3 separate regions of the Oryctolagus cuniculus genome follow, and all the other regions are linked to region 1. Evidence: chromatin contacts called from public Hi-C and Micro-C data. All regions are on one chromosome and are shown on one strand. Each heading gives the region's core, a stretch centred on a gene start, on an enhancer-like site or on the middle of the called end of the contact. The rest is flanking DNA. Distances are from core to core; before and after follow the strand shown.

Region 1 (3,915 bases), core at 891-3,390:
CCTCAGCTGTTGCAGGCATTTGTGGAGTGAACCAATGGATGGAGGATCTAGCATTCTCTGTCAAATAAATCCAATTTTTCCAGAAAGTGGCTTAGACAGTTAAGACCCCATGTTCCACATCAGAGTGCCTAGGTTCCATCCCCAGCTCTGGCTGCTGACCCCAGCTTCCTGCTAATGCAGACACTGGGAGGCAGTGGTGATGGCTCCTGGCCTGGCCACTGTGGGCATTCGGAGAGTGACCCAGCACATGGGAGCGCTCTGGTTCTCGGAAAGGAGGAGGAAGGAAGAAGTGGAGAAAGAGAGCAAGGGAGGGGAGGAGGGAGAAAAAAAGGGAAGCGGCTTGGGGGTCCTTTATGACGTAGCTCCGGCTGACTTCCTGGCCTAACCTCATGCTTTTCCCCTCTCCCAGTGGGAGCCACACTGCTAGCAGAGAACCTGGCACCTTCACTGCCTGCTCCCGCTGGTCTCCGGACTCCCGCCTGTGAGGTTCCATCTCTGTGGCATGTTCTTTATTTTTTTTTCTTTTAATTACACTTTGCTTTTTTTTTCTTTTCCTTTCCTGAGGCAGAGAGACGGAGCTCCCATTGCCTGGTTCACTCCCCAGGTGCCTGTAATGACTGAGGCTGGGCACCAGGAGTGCGACCCACGTCCCTCAGGTGGAGCAGCCTTCACCACTGCCTCCCTGGGGTCAAAGAGCCGCAGCTGGGGACGGAACCCAGCACCCACCCTGATGTGGAATACAGGCTTCCGAACCAGCGTTTGCACCACTAGGCCACACGCCCGCCCTCTTTCTGGAATATTCTATACTACTCTCCCCTTGCCCAATCCCTACTTGCCATTCATGACCAGCATAGCCATGACCACTTCTGAGAAGTGACCCCAGCCCCACGCCATGACAGCATCAGGTGCCTCCCTCCCCACAGTGCAGGCCAGGGTTCGGCTCCTTGGGGCGGGTACCTGCAGCTGGGCCTTGACTCGAGACTCCACCTTGTCATACTTGGGTGAGCGCCACAGAGCCTTCAGCGGCTGGGGCTGGCCCTGCTCCCGGCCGTGGCCCTGCTCCCGGAAGCGTCTCTGGATCTCCTTGATCCGCCTCAGGTTCTCCTTCTCATGGTCTTTAGGGTCCTTCCCTGGGGGAAAGGTGCTCCCAGGCTCTGCCCTGACCAGCTCCCTGCCCGCCCTCTCCAGAAAGATCTCCCGGTTTCTGTGTCTGCCAGACGCTGTCTACACACCAGACCTCCCCTCGCTCCCCTGCCTGCATGTAAATCTCCCCTCGTTATTTTCTGTATTTTTTCAGTAAATACCCTGGATCGCCTCATGTCTTCACTTACTGCCTCCCACCTTGCCTACGACCCTGCTTTCCTGGCACCCACAAGGCCTGCCACACAGGAAACACGTTTTGATGCATGAATTAATGAGGTTCCCTCCCGCGGGAAACTGACGCTCAAGAGAGGCAAAGCCTGGGCCCAGGTCAGGGAAGGGACAGCCGCTTTTGATTTCCAACTGCCTCACTGCCCCTTCTGCCGGACTTACTCTTGGGCGAGACCCGCGGACTGAGGGAGATGCCCTCGAGCTGCAGCAGCACGCCCCCTACGCCTCGCCAGCCACGCTCCAAGATCTCTCGGCCTCCGGGCCTGATGCGGGGCCCGCGGGGTGGGGTGGCGTCCGGCTTCAGCGCGTTTCCTTCGAGGCGGCCCTGGGCTGAGGGGCGGGACAGGGCCGAGTGCGGAGCTCAGCGGTGGAGCGGCAGGCGATCCCGGGCCTTGCCCCCTCCGCAGCACCCCCGACTCACCTGAGGCCGGCCGCCGGTAGTAGTCTGGGCAGAGCGTGGGGTCTGGGGGGATGGGCCCCGAGATGCGGGACGGGCCCTCGCACATGCTGTCCTCGACGCCCTGCAACGGTGCACCGAGGCCTGCCAGGCTGTGCACCTCCCGCCCGGGACTCCCTTCCCCAGCCCTGCGCCTCCTCCCTCCACCTAGACCCAGACCATGGCAGTGCCCCCCATTCCCGGCCCCCTTCGTCTCCCGCCCCGCCGCTAACCCACGTCCCTTCGGGGTTCGCGGCCTCTTCCCGGTAACCCCCGAGCCCGGCTCACTCTAGCAGTTTTGCCGCCAGCTGCAGCACCGCGAAGGGAGTTGCTGTTGCCAGGCAACGAATGGCTTCCGTCCCTGAGGTCAGGGGCAGTGACCCTGGCGCAAGGCCTTCTGGGGCTTGTAGTTCCAGCCGAGGGCAGGTGGGGCGACCACCAATTTCCCTTCGCAGCTCGCTTCCCAGCCAGTCTCTGTGGTCAGCTCAGGGCCCACCAGTGCAGCCCCTCATGGCTCGTCTCCCTTCTCTCCGTAGGTAACCGGCGAGGACGCGTTGACCCCGCGCAGCCATGGCCTCGGCAGGGGCGGAGAGGCCGCCAGGAGCCCAGGAAGGGGTGGCCGTGGGGCCGGCACAGCTCGTGAAGGCACCCAGTGGCCGCTCTGAGGTGATGGCCAAGGCTGTGAAGCCTTCACACCCTGGCCGTGCCACACTGGGGGACCGGACTCCGGATGACCAAGCTGGGGCTGGGCATGGGCTGGTGCCCTCCACCCCGTGTTTGGTGGCTAATGCTGGGCACCAGCTGACTTATGGCTATAGACTCTACCTAACCATGGTGACCAGTTGCCTATGTGTCACTTCTAGTGCCCAGTGATGGAAGCTCAGTGCCTGGAGCCAGCCTACGAGGCCTGCAGGACCCCAGGTGCAGACAGGTGTCCAAGAGGACATGCCTCAGAGCCAGAGCTCCAGGAACGAGCGCTCAAGCCGCAGGTGGAAGCACCAGAGGAGAAAGGCCCCAGGCCTATGGCCTCCCCCATGAGGCCTGGTCATGGGCCCAAGAGGAAGCCAGTCAAGTGAGGAGGCTTCCAGGGAGAGAGCCGCAGGGCTGAGGCGTGGGGCTCACACCCTAGTGGGGTTCTAGGTCCTGCTCTCCTGTAGAGCAGATTCTTGTCTCCTCCCACTACCAGTGCCCTCAACCCTTTCTGCTTCCTGCTGTGGGGAGCACCACGGGAGATGAGGACTTGGCTCACATGAGCTCTGGGCCCCGGTTGGGCCTGGGGCCTCACTGACCAGGAAAGGGACAGGTAACCAGCCCTGGGGTGGTGGGTAGGCAGGGCTCTTCCCTAGGCCTAGGGCCTGGGGGCTGGCTTGGCAGGCCCCTTGTCCCTGGCTGCAGTCCCCCAGCCTCCCCAGCTCTAGTCTCCATGCCCATCCTAGGGTTGAAGCTGAGCTGTCACCAGGGCTACTGCTGCAGAGGGAGGAGTCGGAGGGAAGCCAGAGTGAGCCCTCACCATCCCCGAAACAGCACAAGAAAGCAAAGAAACGCAAGAGTCTTGGGGCTCCTGTGCTGGCCGCCATGGCCAGCACAGTGCCTGCCCCCTCAGAGGCCTTGGGACCAGAGCGTGAGTGGCAGCCCCTGGGCCTCCTCTTCCCTCCCTGCCTGCTGGCCCAACATGGCACAGAGCCTGGCACTCTAGCCCTTGCCCCGCCCTGGGTCCTTGCAGGAAAGGCCCAGCGCCTGAGGCCACTGTACCAGTACATCAACTACTGCAACCCGGAGCTGAACCAGGCAGGGGAGGGGGACGAGGAGGCCAAGGCTGAGCTGCAGCCTGAGGCAGAGCTGGCTCTGGTTCCTGAGGAGGCGGGTGTGGAGCAACTGCAGGCCTTGCTGCCCATGGCAGGTGAGCTGGGCTCCGGCCTTGCCATGCCCTGCCTCGATGCACTACTGGCCCCCACCCCTGCTCCGGCTCCCATAGGAGAGGGTGCTGGAGAGGAGCCTGCAGGTTTACCCAGCGTGGCGGCGACTGCCTGCCTCAAGGCCGAGGTGGACAAGTCAGCCCAGGTGGACATCGACAAGATGCTGAGTGTCTGCACAGCTCCACTTGTGCC
Region 2 (3,630 bases), core at 965-3,464, 150 kb after region 1:
CAGAAGTGTCAGGCTCTGCCTAAGACAGAGAAGAGCACCACAGCGTCGCTGAGGAAGCAGGACAGGCTGAGTCCACGGAGGGACAGTCCCCAGGAAAGAAGAATCATTCCAAATGCTCAGAAATCCGCTCAGGGCAGGGGCAAAGGTCACTGGCCGGGTGGGGCTGGTCACTGGTAAGGAAAGTGTTTTCCACAGTAGCTGCAATCATGTTATTTCATAACTTAAACACCTGCTTTGTCACAATCACTGGAAAAAGGGGAAACGGGGAGAAAAAGGAGAATGAGAAAGAAAAATGAAGACTCTCCCCTCTGATTTCCTAGGTCTGCCTAAAAGAGGGTGTCTCCCTGATGCTGACCTTAATGAGGACCTTCTTAAAGCTGGTCCAACTGGTGTGCAAGTTCCTGGACTGAAAAACAAGTTTATGGGCAGCGCGGTCACCTGATTCTGACCATGTGTGTGCTGTTTACCCTGAGATGACAGGCTGGTGGCCACCACCACTCTGATGGAAGCTGGAAAGACTCTCCTACTCCTCTGAAGCCTACCAGGGCCTCTACATGACTCAATGCCATAAAAAGGAGTGTGAACGGAGGGAAGTCACACACTACACACCAGTGGGAAAACCCCACTGCGGGTGCTGAACCGTACTTGTTACTTGTTTTTCTGATCTGTGAGGCATGTAATGACATCATCACTAAAAAAAAAAAAAAAAAAAAAAAAAAAAGCCCCTTGCTTTACCATTAACACCCCTACTTGCTCTCAGGGCCTAATGCTCAGACCAGCCATGGTCAAGGAACACAGAAAGCCCAGACCCATGGGCTCAGCAGCTCGCAGGGTCACGGTGTCAGCCAGGAAACTTCGAACTCTGACCACCTGGAACAGTTTCAGTGTTGGGGAAAGAGGGTGCTACCGAGGGGCTTACCCATCTCTTCCTTTGCTGACAATCTTCACCTCAAAGTAATAAATGCCACAGGCTGCAGGGATGGGGTGCGTGGCGCGCACCGAGGCTGCGTCTTTGTGATTTTTGCCATGACCTATAGGAGAGGGCAAGGAAGAAATTTCAGGAGAAGGAAATGCAGATGGGAAGCCAGAGGACACTCTTACAGTCTCCAAGGAATACCTAGACAACTGAGTCAACACACACACCTCCTCCTGAGCCGCTGTCCTCCCCCCCAACAAGGGTAGACGCAATACGGGTGCACGTGAGGGACAGCCAAGTGCTACCAGCAGTCTCTAGAATGCAGGCAGCCCACCGGAGAGACCAGGGGAAGAAGAGGGCAGACCTGGAAAACACCTCCTCCACTTTAGCAGAGAACCCCTGGCCTAGTCCTGGATGACTGGCAGGCAGGCAAGCCCATGGGGCTCCGGCTAATGGTGGAGATGTGACCAGCACACTCCAGAAACTAAGCATTGATAAAGGACCGAGCTGGCGCTGCGGGAGGCAGCCCAAGACAAGCAAGGAGGCCCTGAAGTGGAAGGTCCAGGCCAGCACTGGGTTTGGACACCTGTTGCAGTTCTCTTGACGCTGGGGGTCTCGGGCAGAGCAGAGCCGGCAGTCAACCCTCGGCCTGGTCAGCCCCAGCACACTGGACATTCCACAGGGGCTAAGGCCTAACCCAGAGCACCCACGCAGGGAAAAGGCCGTGATGGGGCAGGTGTAGGCAGCACAGCCACAGCCGTACCGCAGATGCTCTGGCCTGGTCCCCCCGTGGTCACACGGACGATACCTTTGTAGTGGACGCGGAGGTTGCCTTGGGAGAGGCCGATGTAGTTGTACTTGTCCTTGGGGCTCCAGGAGCGCGGCAGCGGCGTCTCGTGCTGGTTGACCGCGGGGTACAGACGCTGCAAGCGTCGGCTCAGCTCCTGCTCCCCCGGGGACGGAAGCCCGCCCCCAGCGCCCCCACCGGAGGAGTCTCCAGGCTGCGGGTTCCCAGCTCCCGGGTCTGCCGTCGCCGCCGCCATCTTGGAGGGAGCTGCTATTGTGTCACTGGGGGCGGGGAGGAGCAGGACTAGATCCGCCCCGCTCAGCCAATGGCCCGCCAGCCTGCCGGGGCCGCAGGGAAACCGAGTCCGAGTCCGGCACCTCTCTTTGGACACTGCCCCTCCTTGCCACACTTTGGACTTCAAATCCCACAATGCACAGCTCTCCGGAGGCGGGCCGGTAGAGAACTATGGGAGTTGTGGTACAAACCATCTCAGCCATGAGCCTGCCCTACTGAGATGCTGGGGCATCAAAAACTACAGTTCCCGCCAGCAAATCGGAACCGGGTCTCTCAGCGCCCCTCCTTCCCCCGAGGCCTCGGTTCATGCCCCTGATTCAGTTCTGGTAGTTGGGGTCCAACGCACTGCAGGGACCGGCTCTCGGGGCACCCGGCTCCCCAGTCCGAGTCCATCTTTGCCACCTGGCCTTCTCCCAGCGGGCGGGCGCAGGGTCTAGAGGCGTGGCACAATCTTGGCCCCGCCCCCGCCGCGGGGCCGCTGGGGCCTGGTCGTCATGACAACGGGCTGTACACTACCACAGCTAACCAGGCGGCGGGTGCTGGCTGCCCGCTCGCCTGCCTGCCTGCCCGAGTCGGGTAATGGACTCCTCACAGTCGCGGTGCTGCAGCTTCTCGTCTGTGTCGAGGTAGGCGCCGGGCGGGCTGAGGACAGAGAGGAGGGTTTGAGTACCTCCAGAGAAGGAAATGGCATCTGGAACAGACCTCTGAACCTCCTGCTGGCCTGTGTCCTTCTGTGTGAGGCTCTGGCCCGGACACAGCGGTGCAGAAAGCCCGGCTGACTTAGCCCACTGAGGACGTTACCTGCTGGCAAAAGGGCGGACGCATTTCGCCAGTAGTAGTAACTGCCAGCTTGCACTGAGCGTGTTATATATGCCGAGTGCGTTGTATACCACATTTAACCCTCACAACGACTCAATGAAGAAGTAGTATCACCACTTTACAAATGAAAAAGTAGCAGTGTGGAGAGATGATGTCTTTTACCTACATGTGCGGATAAGTAGTGGAGTTAAGATGTGAACCCAGCTACGTCAGACTTCTGAACTGGAACCCTTAGCTACAGGGACAAACTATCTCTTCACCCATGAGTTAGTTGGATTTATGACAAAGATATTTGTTGAATTTAGGCTGACTCTAAGCAGCCTAGGCATATCTCACAGCCTCTTCAAGTAGCTCCAGATTCAGGGGTGCCGCCTCCAGGCACTGTAAAATATGACACAAGTCCCATTGATCAGGAAAGCCGCCTATATGGATTCACACAAAAATTTCACCTAAATACCTTCCTAGCTTCTGAACCTGATAGAAGGCCCTTAAAGTTACAGGCACTGGTTTCTGTATCTCAAACAGGAGGATGATACATTGTTGGGAACATTTAGCAAGAATATGGGAAGCTGTCACCACTGCTCTTGCACATAGTAGGCATTCAGGAAATTTTAAATAATATAGTTTGCCTCTTCTAATTATGGCCAATGCAAAAAATCCTGACCTCACCTGAATTCTCATCCTTCAGGGTCTGCTCCCATGAAAAGCCCACAAGAGTCCCCTAAAACAGGAAATGCCAATTTACCTGTTTTATCCAGAGGAAAATCAGTCTGCAAGAACCAAGCAGCAGACTTGAGAGAGGTGTTCCACAGCA
Region 3 (3,901 bases), core at 502-3,001, 220 kb after region 1:
AGCACCAACTGCACGTGGCTGTGGGCAGGTGTGTGAGTGGGGCATTAGCCGAGGTAGTGGGTTTGGGGAGGCTCACATTGGGCGCCCTGTCCACCTTATCGGTGTTGCTTTCATTTGCAGCCTGCAGGAGTCAATTTTAGCACAGGTACAACGTATCGTTAAAGGTGAGGTGAGCGTGGCACTCAAGGAGCAGCAGGCTGCTGTCACCTCCAGCATCATGCAGGCCATGCGCTCAGCTGCTGGCACACCTGTCCCCTCTGCCCATCTCGACTGCCAGGCCCAGCAAGCCCATATCCTGCAGCTGCTGCAGCAGGGCCACCTCAATCAGGCCTTCCAGCAGGTACAACAGTTATTTGGTCTGGGTAGGGGTCAGGTGAATCCTAAGCAGGCCCATACAACATACCTTTCATACCTTCCACCAGGCACTGGGCCATTCTGCCCCAGTGGAGTACTCTTGGCTTTTCTTGGCTTTCAGACCATCTCCCTTGTCTGGATCCCTTTCTCCCCACCTCAGCCCACCTTTTTTCACAACAGCCCTTCTCAGGAAAGCTTTCCTGGTCTAGGATAACAGTACAGCCCTAGAGTACTCTGTATCACTCAGCACCTCAAGGTGTGGTAATCCTCCCCTGAGCCACACAGTACAAACAGGTGTTCCATCCTGATAGGAACTAGAAACGCTGTTGTCCTGTTCTCCGCCAGGCTCTGACAGCTGCTGACCTGAACCTGGTGCTGTATGTGTGTGAAACTGTGGACCCAGCCCAGGTTTTTGGGCAACCACCCTGCCCACTCTCCCAGCCCGTGCTCCTTTCCCTCATCCAGCAGCTGGCATCAGACCTTGGCACTCGAACTGACCTCAAGCTCAGGTGAGTTACAGACTAGGAGACAAGCTGTGGTTGGAGGGCAGGGAGGGAGCAGTTTCCCAGCCTAATTTTCTCCCCCATCCTCTGCCCCAGCCCATCTGAGGCTTGGTTTCCCTCTGTGCTTCAGTGCCACCAGAGGGCGCTCCCATCTGCAGGCACCCACCTGTAGTCTGTCCTTTCCCCTCATCCTCAGCTACCTGGAAGAGGCTGTGATGCACCTGGACCACAGTGATCCCATCACTCGAGACCACATGGGCTCCGTTATGGCCCAGGTGCGCCAGAAGCTCTTCCAGTTCCTGCAGGTTGAGCCACACAACTCACTTGGCAAAGCGGCCCGGCGTCTCAGCCTCATGCTGCACGGCCTTGTGACCCCGAGCCTCCCTTAGCAGCTAAGCCCGCCTTGTCCGGGGGTGGTTGGCACTGAAGGCTGATACACAGGCTTAGGCCAAGGCGGGTCATTGTCTGCCATTTACCTGCTGAGGCCCCCAACTCTGCAATGTTTCGGAGTGGAGGGGGCAGGGACAACTGGCCGTGGCCTACAGACTGTGGTAGCCATCAGGTTTCGGCTGGGCCCAGGGCAGGTACTGTGCCTTCTTGGGTTCTGCCGTACCTGGAGCATGACCCTGAGATTGTGACACCATTTGAGTTGAATTTTCCATGTTCTTTTTACCTCTGATTTGGATCTTTTTGTTTTTGAAAAACATTGAGAAATTCAATTAAATGCTTTTGGAATAAAATGGAATATGTGTGTGTGTGTTTGGTGTGACTCCGATAACTGCCCTCTCTGTTCCCTGGCTCTCTTTCCCTGGAAAACTCTGCCCAGACCAGCCCACCCCAGGGGTCTGGGCACCCTTCTTCATTTGCTCATCTGCCTTCTCAGATCTCTGCCTCTGGGGTAAGGGTCCAAGGGCAAGTCCAACAACAACCTGTGTCCATGAGCACTACTTCTCTCTGGGGTCCTTCCTTGTTGCTTTGCCTTTGTGGGTACTGGAGGCGGAGCCTCTGGCTGGCTAAGGAGCCCCGCCTCTGCTTCCATCCAATCACGTTCCCTGCCTCCGGGGGTTGGGCCGACGGCTTCTCTCTGAGCTGCTAGCTCCAGCACTAGGCTCCCAGCCAGGGACGATGCGCTGCTGCCGACGCTGCTGCTGCTGCTGGTGCTGCTGCCGCCACTGCCGGCGGCCACACCGTGCCCTGAAGCTGTTGCTGTTGCTGCCACTTGGTGAGTGTGGGTGTCCTGGACCTGGCCGGGGCTACAACCCCTCTCACTGAGCCCCTGCCAGACTGGGTAAAGGGGATGTATAGGAGCTGGGGGCACAGTTTTCCTGGTTTATTGCCAGGGTAGAATGGAAGTGTGTGGGTTTCAAGGGAGTGCCACTGGCTTCACGATTGAAAGAGGTACCAACTGAGCTCCAGTTTTGGGAAGAGACCTTGAGATCCCCCAACCCATCTTTTGATAAAGGGAGCCATAGTCTGGTGGCACTCTTAGTCCAGCCTTAGGATCCTTGAGGTCTTCTGTGAGGATCTGACATGGATCCCAGCCCCTCTCCTGCCCACTTTCAGCTGAGACATTAGCTACCTTTGGGCGCAAGGCAGGAGGGCCAAGCAAAGCCCCTGTAGGCAGAGGCCTCTGGACTCCACCCCTCTCCACCTGTTCTGACTCCTTCATTTGGAGCATTCTCACCAAATCTGGGGCTCCAGAAGCTCAGAGGAAGAATCACTCAGTGGGACAGTGTCCCCTGCCCCTTCCATGTATCCCAGTTCTAGTCCCATCTTGAAGGGGGCAAAGATAGATGATCCCCAGATAGGCCCCTGAGTTCCCCCGGGGTGCCCTTTTCAAGCTGAGTCACGTCCCCAGCGTGCTCCCGGTAAACAAGCCCCTGGGGGTTGGATTTCAGTCCTAGCTCACCCTATCAACCATTCTCCACTCCACCTCCCAGTCCTCGTACCTCCCCTAGCAGCAGCCACAGAGGGCCCAAACCGCTGTGACACCATATACCAGGGCTTTGCTGAGTGTCTCATCCGCTTGGGAGACGGCATGGGCCAAGGAGGCGAGCTGGAGACTGTTTGCAGGTACGGGAAGGTGGGAGGAAGCAGGCAGGCGGGTGGCAGCAATCCAACCCACACCACCCGCAGGGTCTGAATCTCTTCCTTCTCATTCAGCACCTTCCTTGTGCCACCTAATCCCCCTAATCCCATTCCATTAACAGATCCTGGAATGACTTCCATGCCTGTGCCTCACAAGTCCTGTCTGGCTGCCCAGAGGAGGCGGCTGCTGTGTGGGAGTCACTACAGCAAGAAGCTCGCCGGGCCCCACACCCAGATAACTTACACACTCTGTGCAGTGCCCCAGTGCGTGTCTGGGAGCACGGTGCAGGCTCGGAGACCAATCAGGAGACCCTGCGGGCGACAGCGCCTATATCCGTCCCAGCCCCAGCACCCCCACTGCTGGCCGCTGCTCTGGCGCTTGCTTGCCTCCTGGGGCCTCTGGCCTAGCTGGTTTGGTCAGGTAGCAGCTCCTGTGCCTGCAGCCCTGCACCAGTGGCCGCTCTCCTGGCTCTCCAGAGTGCGCATGGCTTTCATTAAAGGTATTTATATTTGCACTAAGCTCCTTCCTTTCTCCCAGCTGTGGCCCGCTTGGCTGGGGCGGGGCCCCCAGAGGCTGATCCCCAGCATGGGATGGGCGGACCGAGGGCTGCCACAAGGGACTCAATCTTCCTCCTTATGAAGACTTATTTCCTGGCTGCAGAGCAGAGCTTTCCATTGCATGCAAATCCCATGAGCTCTGGTGGAGACCCAAGATCTGCCGGAATGCAGTCTGTGCCTTCTCAGACTGGCTATGGCAGATAATCCGGCAGGGTCCAGAGGCGGGAGTTCTCAGCCTCACTCCTAGCTCTGCCTACTCCTTCCAGGTGGCCAGGTGAGGTGGCTGAGTGCCCTTGATCTTTGGTTGCCCCTGCTGTTCCACCCTGCTGTCCTGGCTTCTTCCAGTTTGCAGGGTCCTGACCATCTCACTGCCTCTATCCTCTGCTGAGCCCAGATTA

Evidence for each region. Hi-C and Micro-C count contacts between places; a contact is called where the count stands out from the background.
Region 2: a contact with region 1 is called in a Micro-C map of ear pinna, with 6 times the contacts expected there. The contact joins the promoter of RANBP10 here to the promoter of ENKD1 in region 1. A contact is called at or near these places in 4 of 6 Hi-C or Micro-C datasets (ear pinna, psoas muscle, skin fibroblasts and 1 more).
Region 3: a contact with region 1 is called in a Hi-C map of an unstated tissue, with 4 times the contacts expected there. The contact joins the promoter of NRN1L here to the promoter of ENKD1 in region 1. A contact is called at or near these places in 2 of 6 Hi-C or Micro-C datasets (ear pinna and an unstated tissue).

Annotation. Positions count from the first base shown.
Region 1 is chr18:50,908,136-50,912,050 of mOryCun1.1, forward strand. ENKD1 (enkurin domain containing 1) reads right to left here and starts at 2,141. Exons shown (of 8, transcript XM_002711620.5): 1 at 2,041-2,141; 2 at 1,793-1,892; 3 at 1,534-1,701; 4 at 958-1,130. The coding sequence starts at 1,877. C18H16orf86 (chromosome 18 C16orf86 homolog) reads left to right here and starts at 2,115. Exons shown (of 4, transcript XM_070062629.1): 1 at 2,115-2,233; 2 at 2,344-2,473; 3 at 2,671-2,879; 4 at 3,244-3,915. The coding sequence starts at 2,378.
Region 2 is chr18:51,057,761-51,061,390 of mOryCun1.1, forward strand. RANBP10 (RAN binding protein 10) reads right to left here and starts at 2,215. Exons shown (of 14, transcript XM_008257482.4): 1 at 1,725-2,215; 2 at 920-1,031. The coding sequence starts at 1,959. It overlaps TSNAXIP1 (translin associated factor X interacting protein 1), which reads left to right and starts at 2,317. Exons shown (of 15, transcript XM_070062618.1): 1 at 2,317-2,623. The coding sequence starts at 2,492.
Region 3 is chr18:51,126,906-51,130,806 of mOryCun1.1, forward strand. NRN1L (neuritin 1 like) reads left to right here and starts at 1,752. Exons shown (of 4, transcript XR_007919969.2): 1 at 1,752-2,079; 2 at 2,798-2,930; 3 at 3,068-3,445. EDC4 (enhancer of mRNA decapping 4) reads left to right here. Exons shown (of 29, transcript XM_017342306.3): 26 at 1-28; 27 at 121-340; 28 at 700-863; 29 at 988-1,602. The coding sequence ends at 1,246.